2 separate regions of the Sus scrofa genome follow, and region 2 is linked to region 1. Evidence: chromatin contacts called from public Hi-C data. All regions are on one chromosome and are shown on one strand. The core of a region is the stretch at or near the end of the contact, and the rest is flanking DNA. Distances in the headings are between cores, read along the strand shown.

Evidence for each region. Hi-C and Micro-C count contacts between places; a contact is called where the count stands out from the background.
Region 2: a contact with region 1 is called in a Hi-C map of liver, with 7 times the contacts expected there. The contact joins two enhancer-like sites. A contact is called at or near these places in 2 of 47 Hi-C or Micro-C datasets (both in liver) and 1 of 2 datasets of contacts at active chromatin or transcription factors (alveolar macrophages).

The regions. Positions count from the first base shown.
Region 1 is chr1:29,100,566-29,103,926 of Sscrofa11.1, reverse strand. No RefSeq gene overlaps it. Among named protein-coding and RNA genes, the nearest start is that of ALDH8A1, 42 kb to the right of the region's middle. Within about 2 kb of position 1,701, at least 29 of the 83 cell types and tissues checked have an H3K27ac peak or open chromatin away from gene starts, as enhancers often do. A contact at or near this core is called in liver, where this site is marked.
Region 2 is chr1:29,256,311-29,259,671 of Sscrofa11.1, reverse strand. No RefSeq gene overlaps it. Among named protein-coding and RNA genes, the nearest start is that of ALDH8A1, 200 kb to the right of the region's middle. Within about 2 kb of position 1,686, at least 4 of the 83 cell types and tissues checked have an H3K27ac peak or open chromatin away from gene starts, as enhancers often do. A contact at or near this core is called in liver, where this site is marked.

The DNA.
Region 1 (3,361 bases), core at 452-2,951:
ACCTGATATAATGTCAGAAATCTCCACAGGCAGCATAGATTTAACTCCTGAGATAAAGCATTTTGGGTCCAGGTCCGTGTGAAAAATCAAGTATGTCCCACAAATCAAAACAACATTGAGGCATCACTTGCACCAATGAGAATGGCCATTTTCAAAAAGTCTACAAATAATAAATGCTGGAGGGAGGTCTCTGGTGCCTCAGCAGATGAAGGATCCAGCATTGTCACTGCTGTGGCTTGGGGCACTGTTGTGGTGCAGGTTTGATCCCTGGCCCAAGAACTTCTGCAGGACATGGGTGTGGCCATAACAAATGAATAAATAAATAAATAAATGCTGGAGAGGGTGTGGAGGAAAAGGGACCCTCCTACACTGTTGGTAGGAATATAAATTGGTGCAGCCACTATGGAGAATGGTTAGGAGCTTCCTTAGGAAAACTAAAAATAGAGTTACCACATGATCCCACAATCCCACTCCTGAGCATATATCCTGAGAAAACTATAATTCAAAAAGATATATGCATCCCAGTGTTCACTGCAGCACCATTTACAGTTGCCAAGACATTGAAGCTACCTAAATGTCCATCTTATAGATGAATGGTTAAAGAAGATGTGGTACATATGTACAGTGGAATACTACTCAGACATAAAAAATAATTTTTGTAGCAACATAGATGGACTTAGAGATTGTCATACTAAGTGAAGTAAGACAGAGAAAGACAAATATCATACAATATCACTTCTAATGTAATCTAAAAAAATGATACAAATGAACTTATTTACAAAACAGAAATAGACTCACAGATATAGAAAACAATCTTATGGTTACCAAAGGCAAAAGAGGGGTTGGAATAAATGAGAAGTGTGGGATAAACACATATACAGAACTATATATAAAACATAAATAAAGACCTACTGTATAGCACAGGGAACTATAGTCAATATCTTGTAATAATCTATAACAGAAAATATGAAAAAAATATATGTGTGTGTGCATGTATAACTGAATCACTTTACTGTATACCTAAAATTAACACAACATTGTAAATAACTATCTTTCAACAAAAATTTTTAAAAATTAAATATGTCTCTAAGATAGGAATTATCACTTCAGATTATTTAGTCAATTAGCAAGGGAAAGAATGGGACATAGGGAGTTGCCTGATGGCTCAGCAGGTTAAGGATCTGGCATTGTCATTGCCAGGGTTCCATCCCTGGCCTGAGAACTTCCAGTAACAAGAGTGCAGCCAAAAAAACCCCAAAAGTAGTGGGACATAGGGTAGATGATTTTTGATGGCTGATTAGGTCAAGCGAGATCCATGGCATAAAACATAAAAATCCCCATGGAGGGACTGGATCTTAAGGAAAATCACAGAAATAAAATTCAGGGCATTTAGGCTTTGCCTCTAGAATTAGATAAATCACAAGACAGAAAAGCCAGTACTTCGCCTTTGAGTATTCAAAGGCGAGGCGGTGCTTCCTGTCTCGGGCGGTTGCCTCTCTGCTCTGCTTGCACTGAGACCGATAATTCTTATTCTAGACTTGAATCTAATAAAACCATGTGTTTGGATTTCCTGGAATTTTTCTGACTCTGAATATGGACTTCTTCCCAAAATCTTCCACGTCCCGTCTGCCCTATGAATGGGCAGTTTCCAGGATGTTAGCAGAGGGAACCCAGTGGGGGCGGGGGAGAGGCTGGGAGAAAGGGCGGGGGAGAGGCTGGGAGAGGGGGCGGATGTCCTCCCAGCGCCGCCAGACTCGACACCAGAGGCAGGTGGAGACTTAGCCTCCCCGAGACTTACAAGCCGCCAAATTCACCTTTTAATTTACTCTGAGTCAAAATAGGATGAAATAAGAGCTAATAAAATAACCCAGTTGGCCAGAAAGTGTTCTCCATCCTATTTCTCAGAGCGCTCTGACCCAGGGTGAATCATCCCAGCCCCTACCTTCTGGCTGTTGCTGGTGATAAGCGGTGCTCCAAGTCGCTGGGCTCCCTCCCTCTCCTCCACGCTTTCTGTTCTCTTTCCGATCCTTCTTTCCCCTCTTTTCTTCCTTTCCTCCCTTCCTTCCCTTTCCTCTCCTTCTCTCCTTCCTTCCTTTCTTCATTTCCTTCCATCCTTCATTTACTCAAAAAATACTTGTTGAGGGCTTACCCTGGGTCAGATGCTGCAAAAAAGAATGAGACAAATCATTGTACAGAACCCCTGTTCTACACACACACACACACACACACACACACACACACACACACACACTCCTATTTGAGGACTCCCCATAGCAGATCCTCAGAATGAGATGGATATTGGCTTTTGTCACCTTACACTTAGCAGCGAGGCATACCTGATGCTTAACTGATACATGCCAACTAACAGCAGGGATAGGATGGGATGGTGAAGGGATCTGAGTTTGACTCCTGGCTCTGCCTTTGACTTTATGGATGACCTGGTCAGGGATCTGGACTATATGATCCTCACCTAAAGAAAGGAAGGGTGGCCTAGATGCCTACTCAAGTCCTCTCAGTCCCCTCAACCCATTATATATCTGAAAGATCTGAAAGTGTTCAGGGATAATGAGGAACTTGGTCTCTCAATGTCAGAAATGCAAAAAAAATTGAAAGCCATTTTTAAAAAATCTAACTTTCTGAAACCTGCATTTATCGGGGAATATATAATAAATGTAAGCAATTCCTATTTCCGCTAATATAAAATATTCAGATTGCTTTCTGGCCAAGTCTTTGCAGCAGTAATGCAAATGAGGAGGCTGTTGAGCGGATCACGAAAAATTTCTGCAGAAAAGCAGCGCCACCTTCTGGAATACCATGGTGCTGCATGTAGTGAGTACAAATTCTGAGAAATCACCAGTCTGGGGTGTCACAAAACACGGAATCAAGAGCATTAGTCTTAATCAGAAGCTGCACCTTAAACTTTGACATGACCGTCAAACTGTGGAAATATTTCTCCATAGGTTAATTTTTGTGATGTTTTAGACTTACTTTTGCATCAAACTCTTCATCCATGCTATATATCTTTCTTTATAAATTAGCCTCAGTAATAGGTACTAATAAAAGCCACTTAGTCAAAATCGCTTATTTTGAGTATATGGCTAGGTTCAAAGATCTAAAGTGTTCTTTCATTCAGACTCCACTATATCCATCAACAAACTTGTCGGATCTCCAAATCTTGCTTCAGCTCTAGAATTTGGCCACATGAAGAAAATCCTGTTTCTGACAAGTCCTATTACACACAAGGCATTTTTTATATTGAGGGATATATACAGTGCAAGATGCATTCCTGATCTCTCATTGTGGAGAACTGGCATGAAAATATACAAACATAAATAGCAATTATAAAGAGTAAATAATCAGG
Region 2 (3,361 bases), core at 437-2,936, 160 kb before region 1:
CTTGCTTCTGCTATTATTTTCCATCCATCCATCTCCATACATAAACCAGTATAATCTTTGAAACATCAATTTTGTATGTCATTGCCACCAGACTTCATTTAAAAGCCTGTGGCTTTCTACTGTACTTAGAATAAAATCCAAACTCTGTGGCCTGGACAAGTCCCCACACTTTGACCTCCCCAGCATTTCTCTTATGCGTGATACTATAAACACCAACTTTGAACACGGAGTGTTCTTTCCTGCTGCAAAGCATTGGCTGCTGCCTTTGCCCAGAAGACATTCACTGCTATTCTTTGCATAAAATACTTCCTCTGATCTCAGAGTCTCCACTATAACATCACCTGCTCAGCACAGCTGTCCCTGGGCACCTGTCTGAAGCCCCCTCTCCCATCACTCTGTCATATCACCTCATTTATTTCTTCTTTTTTTTTCCTTTCACTTTGTAGGGCCATACCTGTGGCTTATGGAAATTCCCAGTCTAGGGGTTGAATTGAATCAGAGCTACAGCTGCCACCTAAACCTCAGCAATGCAGGATCCAAGCCGTGTTTGCAACCTAAAGCACAGCCCACAGCTACATGGGATCCTTAACCCACTGAGCGAGGCCAGGGATCAAACCCACATCCTCATGGATCCTAGTCAGGTTCATTAACCACTGTGCCATGAAGGGAATTCCTCTTCTTCTTCTTCTTCTTTTTTTTTTTTTTTTTTTTAGCTGTGCCTGCAGCATTTGGAAGTTCCTGGGCTCAGGATAGAACCTGTGCCATAGCAGTGACAAAGCCAGGCCTTTAACCCACTGAGCCACAAGAGAACTCTGCACTTTCCCTTTAAGACAACTTACTATACTCTATAATTACCCTATGTATTTTCTTCTATCTTCCTATATGAAAATCTAAACTTCTGAGAACAGGGAATGTTATTAGCTTCCCATCATGTCCTCTTTCTCTAACCTAGAACATTTCCTGAACAATTGGGAAAATTGATTAAAATTCGTTAGGAAATGCTGCATACCATTAGAATCCACCAGCTCAGGGCTGCCTGTGTCAGGATGTGGGGAAAGGCTGAGTGAAAACAGAATAAAGCACTGTTCCCAAGCCAGGTGCCTGTCAGCAGGACAAATTTGCAAGCACTCTTTGACCTGGCAAATCAGTGTTCAGGAACAGAGGGTGAACATGCTTGGTTAGGAAGTTCCATGGGTGAGTCAGGGGCATCTTAGTCTCAGCAGGATCAGAAAGAGCCTTTCCTTTGTCACTGGAGTCACCACGGCTCACAGTGGACAGTTATGGGGTGATAACATGTGGTCAGAGCAAGGCTTCAACCCTCCTGTTATAGGAGAAGTAGCTAGCAGAGGTACCCTGACAGATGAGAGTAGAGCGCTCAGAAATGATGTTTTGTTCCTGCTGTGGTGCAGTGGGTTAAGAATCCAACTATAGTGGCTCGGGTCACTGTGGATGCATGGGTTTGATCCCAAGCCCAGCACAGTGGGTTAAAGGGTTCAATGTTGCTGCACTTGTGGCATAGGTCACAGCTGCGGCTCAGATTCAATCCTTGTCCCAGTAAGTTCCATATGCCGTGCGTGTGGCCATTAAACAAAACAAAACAAAAAAAGTGCTGGTTTGCTACAACCCAACCTTCCAGGGCAGCATATGAGGCAACTCAGATCAAAGGTCTTGAGCTTTTGTGAGGGGGGGAGCGGGTGTCTGTTTAAAATAGCTCTTTTTAGGAGTTCCTGTTGTGGCTCAGTGGTAGTGAACACAACTGGTGTCCATGAGGATACAAGTTCGATCCCTGGCCACGCTCAGTGGGTTAAGGATCTGGCATTGCCATTAGCTGTGGTGTAGGTCACAGACACAGCTCAGATCTGGCATTGCTGTGACTGTGGCATAGGCTGGCGGCTGCAGCTTCGATTTGACCCCTAGCTTGGGAACCTCCATATGCTGCAGGAGGTGCAGCCCTGAAAAGCATAAATAAATAAATAAATAAATAAATAAATAAATAAATAAATAAAACAGCTCTTTTTATAAAAGTAGAATATAGTAGAAAACTTGGAAAATATAGGAAAAATATAAAGGAGACATTTTAGTACCAAAAAAAAAAAAAATCACCATAGCCACTAATACATATATTGAGGGTTTACAATCTGTCAAGCATTTTCCTACGCGCCTCACATGTATGTATTTATTTAATTCTCACAACAACCCAATGAGGTGTTTTCCTGACCATTTTACAGCTGAGAAAACTGAGGCACGGGGGAGTTAGGAAATTTGCCCTAAATCATGCAATCCTAGGATTTTAATTTAGCAGCGTTCCTCCAGAACACACATTCTTGGCTCTGGGCGGTTGTATATATTCACATCTGTACACATACGCACACATTCGTACATGCAATGGAGCAAAAAGAAGGCTTAAATATTAACAACCTTCCCTCGTCCTTCTATTAAGGAAGAAAGCTCATTTTGGGTTAGCTTCCAGATCTCTGAAAAATAAATAAAATATTTTAGATTCCCCTTTTCTGGTTAAGGTAGAGATGATCTTCCTATTATTGCCAGAAGCTGTGTTTGCTTATTTGTGAAGCCATGACCTGGCGTGTAACTTCATCAAATGTTTGTTCTACGACGGCAGAGTGACCGTATTTCTCTCCCGCCTCCTACACCCCTTTAACCTGCTAAGCTGGCCCTAGATTTGTTAGCTTGGCTGTGATTTTTTTTTTCTAGTCAATGGCTAAATTTTGACAGCTGATACTTTGTTTCAGAATTTTGCCCGATGTTTAATCATTTCTTTGAATACATTTTTTTTCTCATACTGCTCTTGTCTGGTTTTGGCATCAAGGTTGTACTGGACTTATAAAGTGAATTGACAAGTGCTTCCTCTTTTTCTCCTCTCTGAAAGAGTTTACGTTTGGAATTACCAGCACCTTGATCTCACCTATGAGAAAGTCTGGGCCTAGGATTTTGATCACAGGAAGATTTTAAATTTTTAATTCGATACTTTCATGGTTAGTGCACAAGTCAAGCTTTGTTTTATTTTTTGAGTCAGTGCGGATGAAAGTTTATTGTCCCAGGAACAAATCTAATTCTCAAAGGTTTTTAAATTTTATTGGTGTAAACTTACTTTTTTCTCATTTATCTAATTTTGCAATGTTACATGTGTAGTAACATTCTTTTCTTCCTTTTTTCCTTGACAAATCCTGACAGAAGTTGCCATTTTTTATGACCCTCCTGAAAACAGACTTTTTTGATATTCTCCTTTGTATATCTGATTTCTGTTTTATTAATTTCTATCTGTTAAAATTTCTTTGGCTTATTCACTGAGTTTGTTCTTCTCTCTGAGTTCTTAAATTGGATGCTTAGCTAGTTTTATGTT